2 separate regions of the Cricetulus griseus genome follow, and region 2 is linked to region 1. A link is a contact called in public Hi-C data. All regions are on one chromosome and are shown on one strand. The core of a region is the stretch at or near the end of the contact, and the rest is flanking DNA. Distances in the headings are between cores, read along the strand shown.

The links. Hi-C and Micro-C count contacts between places; a contact is called where the count stands out from the background.
Region 2: a Hi-C map of the CHL-YN cell line shows a contact between it and region 1, with 2.4 times the contacts expected there. The contact joins the enhancer-like site here to the promoter of Ier5 in region 1. A contact is called at or near these places in 6 of 8 Hi-C or Micro-C datasets (the CHK-Q cell line, the CHL-YN cell line, the CHO-K1 cell line and 2 more).

What each region holds. Positions count from the first base shown.
Region 1 is chr5:36,653,544-36,660,348 of CriGri-PICRH-1.0, forward strand. Ier5 (immediate early response gene 5 protein) reads left to right here and starts at 3,298. Exons shown (of 1, transcript XM_027417347.2): 1 at 3,298-5,957. The coding sequence starts at 3,991. The coding sequence ends at 4,911.
Region 2 is chr5:36,695,217-36,702,021 of CriGri-PICRH-1.0, forward strand. No RefSeq gene overlaps it. Among named protein-coding and RNA genes, the nearest start is that of Ier5, 42 kb to the left of the region's middle. Within about 2 kb of position 3,560, at least 2 of the 6 cell types and tissues checked have open chromatin away from gene starts, as enhancers often do.

The sequences.
Region 1 (6,805 bases), core at 2,048-4,547:
ATTAGAGATATACCCCTCTGGATGTACCACCATGGCCACCCTAACTGTCACAATATTGTAATAGCCCCTGCCAGCTGACAGGACATTTTTACTAGCTCTTTGCCCTTCCTGCCATCCTGCCTGTCCTACAGGAACCTTTTGTAACCTGACATTGAAAGGGCTTCATCACCTATTTTGCTGGTTAGAGTCTGTGTCCCATCAGTCATTCCATATTTTCACTATCCCTGTCTTTGATGAGGGCACAAGCTGGGAGGGGTACTGGGCAAAAAAGGAGAAAATGATAAGGAACTATAAAGAAAATGAAGGAGTATAAAGTATACCGTGGTGAATGGTGGGATAGTTCAGCTCAGATGGGTCGGATAGCCTGACCTCAGGCCCCATTAACACCCTATGGATAGCTGGCAGCATCCGGGATCATCACTTCATCACTGGAATTTTTTCTCTCTTGTGTGTGTGTGTGTGTGTGTGTGTGTGTATGTGTGTGTGTGTGTGTGTGTGTGCTCACCTTTGCATGCTTATATGAAGGCCAGAGTTCAGTATCTTCCTCAATCTCACTCCACCTAATTTATCTCTTTTTCTTTTCTTTGGTAATTCCATACACAAATACAAAGTATTTAGATTGCATTTAGTGTCCTCTACCCCATTCCAACTCCTCCTGGAACCCCACACCCTTCTCCCAACCTTATCATCACATCCCTCTTCTCTTCTTCACCCTACTGAGTTCACTGAGTGCTGCCCACATTGCTGCCCACAGGTGTAGAGCTACCCACTGCAGCACGGGCAACCTACCAGGGGTCATATCTCCCTTCTTTAGCAGCCATCACTTGCCAAAAGTTCCTCAGCTTGGGGTAGGGCCTCATGAGCTTCTCTCCTATTCATGCTGGAGTCCCATCTTATTTTTTGAGATAGGGTCTCTCACTGAACCCGGAGCTTGCCATTTCAGCTAGACTGGCTATCCAGTGAGTCCCTGGAAGCCTGTTTCTGCTCCCCAGCCCAGGGAGGCATGCACCACTGAGCTTGGCTTTCTATAAGGGTGCTAGGATTCAAACTCTGATCTCTGTGCTTAAGCAACAAGCTGTTGCCCTGTCTCTTTATTTATTCTTTTTCTTCACTCTTTCTAGTTCTGTCTAATCCAGGCCTTCTCAATAATCCTTTGCCGAAACATTCACAGAAGTTTTATAATTAAATACTATAGTTGAACAATCACCTGCATACTGATGGTTCTAGAATCCATCCTGTGGCTCTCTTATTATGGGGAAATCTTTAGTGAGTCCCTGAGGCCCCATCTCCTCGTGGAAGCATCCATGACTTACTATCATCACCTTGGCAACCTGACAAATGAGATGCTCCCTGTACTCCATCCTTGCTTTGCGGTTTAGAGTCTGTGGATTCTACCTAAGGGCTTTCAGTACCTCTTCAAATACGCTTTCCCTACTAAAACTTTCATCTATGTTCCTTCCCTCTCCAGTCCCTTCTGTTGCTCCAAATTCAAGTGTAGGGTAGCATGTCCTAATAACTAAGGTGTATTGAAAGTGTACATATGTCCAGTGCTGTGCTAAGAGGTTTTTTTTTTTATATGCGTAGTAAATGTTTTGTTCTCACAGAGCTCTAAGAGGTAGGCTCTATTACTATCTCTGTAATCAAATAAAAAAGACTGAATCAAAGAGAGGGAAATAACTTTCCACAGTGTACTTAGCAAGTAAGAAGTGGAGCTGGGTTTCTTACCCTGGTAGCCTGTGCCTGTAAGCATTGTTTCACAGTGATTTAAAAGTTCTCAAACTGTCGAGTTGACAGTCAGAGTCTGGTGAGGCCTGAGGATGTGGCCCTTCCCAGATGCTTCAAAGCCCTGTTAGGAATATCTCAGTCCCCATGAAACCCTATTTTCAGGTTTACCAGAAAATTTGGTAGGAACGGGATTGATGTCCTTTGACTTTTTAAAAATAAAATCAGAATGATGTTCGGTGGGTGTGGTATTGCACACCTTTAGTCCCAGCATGGGGAAAGCCAGCTAGTTCCAGGACAGCCAGAACTACACAGAGAAATCCTGTTTCGAAAAACCAAAAATAAATAAATATTTAAAAGAAATTCTGATTAAAATAAATAAAGCTTTGGGGCTGGAGAGATGGTTCAGTCATTAAGAGCACTGGTTGCTCTTCTAGAGGTCCTGAGTTCAATTCCCACCAACCACATGGTGACTCAGAATCATCTAGAATGGGATCTGGTGCCCTCTTCTGTCCTGCAGACATAGGAGAAGACAGAGCACTCATAAGAAAGGAAGAAAGAAAAGAAAGAAAGAAAGAAAGAAAAGAAAGAAAGAAAGAAAGAAAGCTTTGAAAGACCCAGGTCCTGCACCTGTCCATGGTCACTAGCCAAGTCACTGAGTCCACTCAAGATGGATTGTCAGTTGGCAATAAATTTAAGCAAACTGTGTTAGACAGGAGCATGGGACATCTCTGTGCAGTTGTCTTAAGTACCACTTATTATGTGGCATCAGTAAATGTACCCATGAGATGCACTATTACCTGGTACATTCTCTGTGTTCCCCTGAACAGGTCATTTGTAATGCAGCAGGCTCTTATCAGAACCTCACTAAGCTGCTCTCCTGTGGTCAAGCCTTACTCTCACTAGTATTTTTTTCTACATAAACACATTGTTTGGAGAAACCCTACTGTGGGATTAGGTCAACTTTGCACACAGGCTCCATGAAAGTGGCACTTAATTTTATGGTGTCTAAGAGTTGTCATGCATCTTTTGTATAATAAAGTGGGTGTATACATGATTTCTCCTTTTTAGAATTGAAACTAAAAGACTATGAGGTAATTTACAAAGTCAGAAGGCACTAATACAATCTTGTGGCCCCTTTGCTAGGTACTTTTAAGACTCAGTGGATGGAACCCTTTCCCCATACTATTAGCTTGACATAAAACAAATTTACAACATTATTATGGGAACCCAGAACTTCTCTATTTGTATTTTTAGAACTTACTAGATTTCCCCAAGTGTGGATTAGTTCAGTTACTGTGTTAATAAACAAACAACAAATAAAAACAACCAAACAAGCAAACACTTCGGAGAAGTAGGTAACACCTCCTATTTATTCCATTTAATCTGTGTGACAACCGAGAATTTAGGGAACTAAGTGAAAGATGCCAGCTTTAGGTGAGAAACAATGACTTTGTACTTGAACACTGTTCCTTGATAGGCCAGAAGCTTGGGAATTTCTAGAACCTCCCCTTTTGCTTGTGGTCAGATGCTGAAAGTGTGACGCTAATGGGAAAGGATCTGACTCCAAAATAATATCTCAAATACCTCGTACTGTTTGTCGTTCAGGATTGTCCCTGCTTTGTATTGCCATAGCTTCTATTCCTGCCAAGAAATGGTGTGAGCAGCTGGAAACTGCGCACGAAAGGAGCCGAACTTTACTATGTAGTAGATTCCAGCACTCCAAACCAACGAAAGTTCCAATAGTCCGCTTCTAGTGAGGTTGGCTAAGACAGCTCACAAATCGGAATTTGTGACGACAGACAGTTCTGTGGGCCTCACTCACCTTCACCGTTACCTCGGACCCAAATCCCACCGCACTTGGTCCCTGGGCCGCCTGCGATCGCCCTCTTTAAGAGCTTGCTCCGCGGGACTAACGTTTGAACCGGCCCTGGCGCCCCTCCTCCGCCTCCGATTGGCTGGGGACGGCGCACGAGGCACATCGGCCCGCCCAGAACGGTTGGCGGCGCTTTGTGATTGGCGTTCGAGGAGTCTATATAAGGCGCTGTGTGGGGCTCGTTCCGCTCAGTTTAGCGACCAACGCAGATCAGGTTTGTTGTCTGCGGCGAAGAGGCGGAGGGGGCTACGCATCACCGGGTCTTTTCTCCACCGAGCTTTCAGCCGCCGAGGGTGCACCCCAGAGGCGATCCTGTTTCCGCCTCCCTCTCCTCTCGCAGCTTCGGCGTTCACCCCATCGTCTAGGCGCCACTCTCGAGAAGCGGAGGCAGGATGGAGTTCAAGCTGGAGGCTCACCGCATCGTCAGCATCTCCCTCGGCAAGATCTACAACTCGCGGGTCCAGCGCGGCGGCATCAAGCTACACAAGAACCTCTTGGTGTCGTTGGTGCTGCGCAGCGCCCGCCAGGTCTACCTGAGTGACCCGTGCCCTGGCCTCTACCTGGCCGGCCCTACGGGTATCCCGACGGTGCCGCCGCCTCAGCAGCCCGGAGAGCCGGTGGCCGGGCCACCCTCCGGTTGGGGAGAGCCGCCTCCGCCGTCCGCCCGCGCCGCCTGGCCGGAGCCCGAGCCGCAGCCTCAGCGCCCTTCGGTGTGCCACACGCCGGGAACGGGAAGCTCGGAGCCGGTGGCCGCCGTGGCCGGAGCTGGGGACGCTCTCCCGGGCCGAGAGGCAGACTCGGCGGCAGCTGCTTGGGGCCGCGTGGAGCGTCCGCGCGCGATGGCTTCTGGAGGCGGCCCGGACACGTGCCCCGAGGGGCCCCGGGCAGTGCGCCGCCCGTGCGGCTGTCCCCCGGCCCGGGAGGAGCAGCCAGCCGAGGACGGTTCCCCCGCGCCACCCGCCCCGTGTCCCAGGAAGCGCGGCGCAGCGGGAGTGGGTGGTGGCCGCGCTGGCTGCCCGGCGCCCGGCTCGACCCCTCTCAAGAAGCCGCGCCGGAACTCGGAAGAGCAGCCGAGCACCGGCGAGGAGGACACGGACACGGACGAGGAGATGGAGACCGGGAACGTGGCAAACCTCATCAGCATCTTCGGCTCTAGCTTCTCGGGACTCCTACGGAAAAGCCCTGCGGGCGGCCGGGAGGAAGAGGAGGCGGAGGAGAGCGGCCCGGAAGCCGCCGAGCCTGGGCAGATCTGCTGCGACAAGCCGGTGCTGAGAGACATGAGCCCCTGGAGCACAGCCATCGTGGCCTTCTGAGTCTCCGGGGCCCGAGCGGCTGGAGCTTGAGCAGCGGGCGTCCCCGAAGTTCGGCCGTGGCCTTTCCCGGCCCCGAGGACGAGCCGAGACCGTAGGCGCTGGGCGCGTAGGGGGAGACTGGTTGCTGCCGGGCAGCACATCGCCCCGAACGGGGCAGCCCGGCTGGGCCGTGGCTCTCGAGTCTCACGCAGAGAGACCTAGAGTTGGAGGCTTATCGGAAGAGGACGATCGATCGTTAAATTTTGTGTCTGTGTGTGACTGTGTGTGTGTGTGTGTGTGTGTGTGTGTGTGTGTGTGTGTGTGTGTGTGTGTGTGTGTGTGTCCGTGTGTAAGTTTGTCTTGTGTTGTTGAGACTGTTCTGTGGTTCTGGAATGCACCACCCCTTCCCCGGGGCTTGAGACTTTTGGGGGCGCAGACAGGGACTTTCCTCTGCCAGCAGCACAGAAAAGGAAGCTGCTGAATGGCTCGAGGCAGGGGAGTTCCCCATTTGATCTTGGGGGAGAGAGGGACTTTACACACTCTCATGAAAGCTAGAACCTCATCGGCGCGCCGAGTGGCGTTTCCTCACAGGATTTCCTCAGACGAGAGGGAGTTCGCCTGGAGTAGAGACTTGTATTATTTTTCTCCCTCCCTACCTTTCTCTGGCACGGAAGAAGCGCTTCTACCCTGTGATTACTCTGGGACAGCAGAACATTAAGGGACCTTCAATTCCTCAAAGGGGATAAAAAAGCTTGGTGAACTTCACAGAAGAGTTCAAGCTTGGAAATACGGAGTTTATAGAGAAAAGATATATTTTTAAAAGCTCTAGCTCAGAACTTACTACACAGTGCTTTTAAAAAGTGTTTAATGAAACAAAGTTTACAGACGAGCTCTAAGTGGAAGGACCTTATGGTTTTGTAGATACGGTGACTCCAGTCTTTGTTGTATAAAGGTTGGGGGAGCTGATAAGGTTTTTGTACAGTATTTTCTCCTCCTCTGTATTGATTTTTGTATAAAAATGTAACTTTACGTGTCTAACACGTATTAAATATTTTGAAGCAACTCCATTGCCTGCTTGTATGTAATCACCTGTCTGGGTTTTCAACAAAGTGGGGGGAGGGGCAGTCAGTCTGGGAAATGGAAGGTGTGGTTCTTAAGAGTCAGTCATTGACAGACTAGGGACATTGTTGGTTGTCTTAAGTATCAAGAGACATATTTAAGGGCTTTGTTTTTGTTTTTCACACACATCCCTATCTCAGAGGACTACTGATAGATACCAGTATCAATGACTGTCTGGCAGGTTCTTGAAACCTGCCGCTACAACTGCCTTTTCTAGAGCCATCACAGGCCAGCTTGTTTTTCTCTAGTCTGCTTGGAATCTTTAATATTAAGTAATTTCAAGCACCGAGTTTTAAAGACATATCCTCAGATGTTTCCACCAAAACTTCCTTTCTGTCTTCTGTTAATTTATAGACCATGGATCATTTTTTAGATTTGAATGGGGGTGGGGTGGGGTAGATAACAACTTACTTCAGAAGTCTATTAGGACCAAACATGAAGAAACCAATGAGATTGACTTATCTAAATGTTCAGACCCATCTCTGTGTTCTGCTAGGTAAGATTGAAATTTCACTTTTTTTTTTTTTAAGTTTTCTAGTTTAGTTGTAGAAAGTAAATGCATTGGTGAAAGTGAAATTATGTGCCTCAAACCAGAGGAGGAAGGAGGCCAAGGAGGGTTGGGTAAATTTAATTCTCATTTAGCAGAACTGCCTGATTTGTTGTCACCTACATGATGACATAAGTGTTTTGGTCATGATACAGAGGAAAGCCAAGTCAATTTAAAGGGACCGTTTTGTCTAATGCAAAATGTTTCAGTATTTGAGAGGTAGTGATCTCTTAGGGGCAAGCCAATTAG
Region 2 (6,805 bases), core at 2,310-4,809, 42 kb after region 1:
AGCTGGGCGGCTGGGCCCGCAGCAGCTTGGACAAGCTTGAAGGCCCAGCAGGGCCTCTGTGAGAGGCAGCCTTCCTGAGCCCTCTGTTAACACTGGGCCATCTGGTGTCTCTGTCCCCTTTTGTATGCCTGGGTTGGGGTGGGGTGGCAGAGGCAGGGAGGCAAGAGAGCAGGGTACAGGGGATGCCATGGTCAGCTTTTCTCCCAGTTGAAGATGGAGAAGTTTGAGGGAAACCAATCCTGGAAAGGAGGTAGCCACTGCAGACTCAGGAGAGACTAGGCAGGATGGGGACAGTGCTGTGAGCTCTCTCTCTCTGTGTGCTCGTGTGTATATGTGTATGCATGCATATGTATATATGTGTGTGTATGTGTTCGTGTATGTGTATGTATGTATGCGTGAATGTGTGTGAGTGTGTGTGTTTCCCTAGAATCTTGATAGATGCAAGGAAAGGAAGACAGAGCAGGATGTAGGACTAGAACCAGAAGGAAAGTACTGAATGGAGAAGAAAGTATGATACAGAACAGGAATGGAAGTCACCAGAAAGCTATGAAGGGGCCTGGGGACTTGGCCTAGTTGGTAAAGTGCTTGCCACATAGGCGTGAAAACCTGACTTTAGTTCCCTAGAACCCATCTGAAAAGCTGGGCATCTTGTGTGTGCCTGCAATCCCAGGCACTAGGGAGGTAGAAACAGGAAGATCCTTAGGCATCCTTGGCTAGTCTAGTTGAACTGGTGAGCTCCAGATTCAGTGAATGAGCCTGTCTCAAAAAATAAATAAGGTGGAGAGTGACTGAGAAGGTTCTCAACACCAACTCCTGGTCTCTACATTCAGGAACACATGTTCATGCACACCCTGTCCCCAAGAAAACTGTGAAGTAGAGGCAAAGGTATTAGCAAGTCTCTAAGGGAAATATATTTGGCTACCCTCTTTTGGCCTAAGAAAAAGGAAGTAAGAGAGTACGGCTGGGGTCCTTCCCTGTTTAGGCAGTATGAGAAAGGAGGTGGCTGGGGCCTATGGGTGGCACTCATTAGAGAAGCCTGGGTCCCAGAAGCTCCATCCACAGCTCCAGCTTGGGTTCCTGTCACAACTGTCATTAGCTGTGGATGTCAAGAGGGAGTCCTACCTACCCCAGCAAGTCTTTTCAGGACAGCTGTAGTCTCTGGAGCTTTTGAGAAAAAGTGCTCCTGACAAACATTCATCCTTTTTGTTGTGGTTCCCAGGGCACTGGGGGCTGTGGTGGGCTTTAAGGACCTTGAGTTCTGGGGACTTCACAGTGGCATGGCATGAATAACAGTTATAAAGAAACATGGATGACAAGACCACTGCTTTGTATTTCTCTGGAGCCTTTGGAGTTGGTCTCCTTTTGTGTGTTCAGTGAACACTTTTTTGTGGGAACTGCACAGACTGACCTTGGGTTGGAAGCATCTCTTCCTGAAGATACTGTTCTTAAGGCCCACTCAGAATTAAGCTCCCCTCCCCGGCTGGGTTTTCTAAGTAGTACCTCATTCTTGCCTGTACCTATCCAAGGTATGGTAAGCCCTTTTGATGTCCTTGAACAGGCCCTGTCGTTGATAACAGCATCTTTCTTCTGGTCCCATCTGGTCACCATTGCTGTCCTTGAGGCAGGAAATCTCTTCTAAACTAATTCCTGATGGAGCTGCTTGGAGAGCACATTAGGCTCTGTTGCAGTTGAGTGTGATTGATTTAGCACACGTAGATCCATTTAGCATCAACCAAAAAGCATCACGGCTTTTTGTTTTGTTTTGTTTTGTTTTGTTTTTCCTCCCACCATTATAGTCGCTGAAGAGAACCTGTTGGAAGCTCTGAGGAACATTCTGCAACTCTGATGGTGAAGTGGGGGTGCCCCAACCTGCTCCCCAAATGGACAAGTGTGTTGTGGTGTCAGTCCTGCTGAGCTTTGGAGGGGACTGCAGTGTGAGAGGGGAGTGCCCATTGCCAGAGCCATGTTCACCTTGAAGAAGGTCAGGCTGTGGATCAGAAATCTTGAAGGTCACCAGATGAAGCTGCAAGTGGACAGAGCTTTATAGGGAGGAGATGCCCATTCACACATGTCTACAGACAGGCTCACAGCTGGCTTGGGCGACCTGAGGTAGTCATTGAGGTGACCTCAATCAACTGCTATTTACTCAGTACTTAGGACTTGGACATTGTACTACAGATGGTCACAGTTAGTTCTGCCAATCACCTTGAAAGGCAGGAGTGAGGAAAGCATGGTCCAGAGAGACTAAGGCGTTTTCCTACTATCACATGGCTAGTAAATGGCAGTCACTTTTTAAACTGTCACCAAGGGAGGACAAAAGCTGGGTGCTTTCTAGAGAGCTGTACTTCTGTCTGGCTTGATGGGAATGTAATAGAAGGGTAGGGGTGTTGGGGTGCTGTTGGAGAGTGTCAGAAATGATTGCAAGGTAAGTCCCAGGGTTAAAAATGCTGTGAGTAGCAGGCAAGGTAGAGCGCTTGCCCAGCATAGATGAATCCCTGGATTTGACAATCCCAGCACTGTATAAAGCGGTCGTAGAACTGCAAATCCAGCACTTGAGAGGTGGAGACAGGAGGATCAGAAGTTCAAGGTCATCCTCAACTACATAGTGAATTCATGGATCACATAAGATAGATGGGTCCCTTGATCTCAAAAGGAGAGAGAAAGGGAGGGAGGGAGATAGAAAGATAGAGAGATAGAGGGAGACAGGGAGAGATGCAGAGAGAGAACATGCTGTCTCCTCAGTCTGAGCAAGACATTGATGTTTGGAAAGCTGACATGCATTTCTTTAAAATGGAGAAAATAACAGGCACAGAGGCACAGGCCTGGACTGAGAGATGCCTCAGTGAACAAGAGTGAGGACCTGATTGGATCCTAGCCCACATCAAAAGCTGGGAATGGCTGCACCTGAGTCTGGAAAAACCCCAGAGCTGTGTGGGGCAGAGACAGGAGAATCACGGGGGCCTGCTGGTTGCCAACCTAGCTCTAGCTCAAGGTCCTGTGAAGCCCCTTTCTCAAAGGAACAAGACAGAAAGTACTAGAGCAGGACACCTGAGGTCCTCTCCTGTTGACTTCTTTGTGTGCACACACATACACACACACACACACACACACACACACACACACACACATACACACACACACACAGAGATACACACAGACACACACACATACACACACAGATACACACACACACACACACACAGACACACAGACAGACACACACACACACACAGATACACACAGACACACACATACATAGATACACACACCAGAGACACAGACACACATAGACACACACACATATACACATACACACAGAGATACACATACACACACACACACACACACACACACACACACACACACACACACACAGAGGTGTGCGCAAGTGCACAAGACACATTTCTTTGTCAGGGTGAGATCCAGTGAAGGCATGGGTGGAGGGAGGTGCATGCTTGAGTTGCCCTGCCAGTGGCTGGGGAGGGGAACAGCTAAAGGAAAGAGACAGCATCGAGGCCGAGGAGAAGGGTGCTGAGGAGGGGTGTGTGAGGACACATCCACAGAGACACTGGGAGGCTGGGGTGAGTGGGAGGAATGAAAAGTGACTGAAGCTGGCTGGGAGGGTTAGGGTTATTTTTAGAAATGAGGAAGTCACTGGCAGGAGGTGTTTTGGGCAGGGGAGGGGACAGGAAGGGGAAGAAGGGGAGTAGATTCAGCCTGGGTGAGCAGATTGGCAGCTGGACATTTAAGTAGTGTCAGTCGGTAGTAGCAGGGGTCCCTGACCGTTAACCTCAAGTCTTCTTCAAGAGGGTGTTCAGTGGTCTCACTATCTCTGAGGTGCTGGGCTCATAGTTGAAGATGCTTGGCTTTCAATGTGTGCCTCCTGGTGGCCTCAAAAGCTTGAGTGTTTTGGGAGTTGTGGGGTTATCATCAGCTGGCCCTTAGAGACAGCAATGACAATGCCACCTTGCCAGCCAGTACTCCTCTGTTGGCCCTTTAGACCTTCAGAGAAGCTACAGTTACAGCAAGTATATCTTTAGAGGCTGCTTCCAGGACAAGTCTTCACACAGACCCAGTAGGGCCTGCTCCATCTTCCCCTAGGGTGACTCCTGCATCCTTGTTAGAGCCCAGCCACAGAACCAGGGGAGACATTCTGACTCACAAGACCTAGCAAGGCTTAGCCTGGGAGAAAGTAGAGGCTCATTCATCCTCCCCCTGAGAAGAGAGCTGTCTGGATACTGATGACTCCTGGATCCTCCATTCACCAATTCTGGACCCTTTAATCATTCCACAGGGACAAGCACTATGTGATTTAAAATTTTAGAACTGGGATAATGCTAAGTTTTAGGTGAGACAGACAGTTCTAGGAAGAAACAAATTATAAAGGAAATAAGATACACTCACTCAGTGTTTTTGACCAGTGAGTGTGACTGACCACAGCCCTGACAGATCAAGGGCTGGGATGGTACTGAGGGTCGTGGTGCCAAACAAACACACTACAGGAGGAACTATACCTCAGGTTTGGGAACTTGAAGCATCATTCCAGAGGAAGTGATGTCTTAACTAAGGAAAAAGATAAGACCAAAACTGTCCAAAAGGGAGTGTGATTGCTGTGAGCCACAGGGACACCAGGAGCCAAGCAAGCCCTAATGGAATGGGTTCCAGCTCCACTGTGGCACCAGGAGGCCACTCTCAAAAGGGAACCAGGTGTTCAAAGACGCCTCTCAGTGGGACTCAATTGGGAGTGTGCTTAGAATCATTTGGGAACTCAGAAAAAAACAAAAAAAATCCCCAAACCAAAAGCCAATGTGGTCACTAGGCTCCACCTACCCTCTGACGGTCTGATTTGTTGGGTTGGAAGAAAATGTTCGAGCACTGGCAAAATATGAAGATCCCCTTTGACGCTGGCATGCTGTGCTGGCTAGGTTGGTTTGTTTTGTGTTGTGTTCAAGTAACATAAAGTAGGGTCATTTGGGAAGAGGGAGCCTCAGTGGGAAAACGCCTCCATCAGAGCGGCCTGCAGGCCAACCTCATTTTCTTTAATTATTGGTGTAGGAAGGCTCAGCCCGCCTGGGTCACTAGAGCCACCCCTGGCAGGTGGTCCTGGGAAGAATCAGAAAGGCAGCTGAACATCAGCTATTAGAGCAAGGCAATAAGCGGCATTTCTCAGTGGCCTCTGCTTCAGTTCCTGCCTCCAGGTCCCTGTTCTGACTTCCTCAGTGACACACTGTGATGTGGAAGTGTGAGCCAAATAAACCCTTTCCTCCCCCAGGTTTCATTTCATCACTGTGTTTAACGTAGCAATAGAAAGTAAACTAGGACAGGTGCAGACTGAATATCACGGGTCACCTCTGGTATGTTTGCAGACTTTTGCTAACTTACTAGCTGGTTTGCTCCCTGGAGCAAAGACTAGAGTTCAGTATGGAGTGACAAGGGGTAGGGAAAGAAAAGAGTTGTTTTTAGGGTCTGAGCCCCTGGCTTTCTCTCTGGAGGTTCTGCTATCCATTTCCCCTCTTTACCTCTCCACTCTTGGCCACCACCTGAACCAACCCCTGTGCCTTTCCCTGATGTCAGTCCTATCCTTGTCCCCATCCTTCAGGGGAGACAGTAGACCTCTTCTGTAGGATGTGGGTGGGCTCCAGGTTCTCTCTAGGCTCAGGTAGGTAGGTACTCCTCCACTTGGTACTTTAGGCCTCCCCTTTTCCATGCCTTTCACATCTCAGTCACTAGTTTCTGCATCAAAAGAGCCCCACACCTGTGATGCCCTTTGCTTTTGTTTCCCTTCCTGGGATGTCTTCCTCACTTGTATTAAGTTCCTCTTTTGGTTGATGTGTCAAAACACCTGATTAAAGCAATTTAAGGTAGGAATGGATTATTTTGGCTCCTGGTTTGAGAGACTATACTATGGTACAACCGAGAGTGAAGCAGCTGGTTACATTGTGTCTGCAATCAAGATTCAGAGAGAGATGAATGCGGGCACTTATTGGCTTCCTCCATTCTCCCTTTTTATTCAGCACAGGCCCTAGTCACAGAATGGTGCCTCCCCCAATTTGGGTAGGATTTCCCTCCTCAGTGTCTGGAAATACTCACAGACACATACAGGAGTATGTGTCCTAGGTCGTTCCAAATCCGGCAAAGTTGCCATTATACTGCCTTTTCTATCGGAACTCCCCATGATCCTTTACAAAGCTTAGGGGTGACCCCCAGGAAGTTTATTACACGAATTCCAGTCACTTGGCTCTTACCATTCCCTGTAGCCCCTGCCCTGCGTGCCAACAGATATGCATGGAAGTGAATAGAGACTGCACAACCCCAGACCTAAAGGCCCCATCACTCAGTGTTGTTATTTTGTAAAAGTTTAAAAATTAGAAAGTTGCTAGATGGAACCCGAGTGATGGAACATGAACTGTAGAGAGGACATTAACCATAGAGTTTATTACAGGCAGAAGAGGGAGAGGGTAAGAGTAGAAGAGGAAGAGGAAGGAAGAAGAGGGACAGGAAGGTAAGAGAGAGAGAATGTAAGAGTAAGAGAGCGTAAGTGGGCAGGGCTCTGTCTTTTAAAGGGGTCCTTTACACCTGCTGCAGACTTAGTTCCCATGGGTCCCTGGGCTGACCAGGGTACTGCCTGAGTGGATTCTGCCAGGTAACAGGGGCAGGCCAGCATAAGGCCTGAACCTTTCACTCAGTAAGTGAGGAAATAGTAATTCAAGGACACTCTCCACATGGAAGGCCATTTAACTGGGGCCTCAGGTTTTCTGGGTTTGTAGTGTCACTGAGACTTTCATGGGGGCTGTGTGTAGGAAAT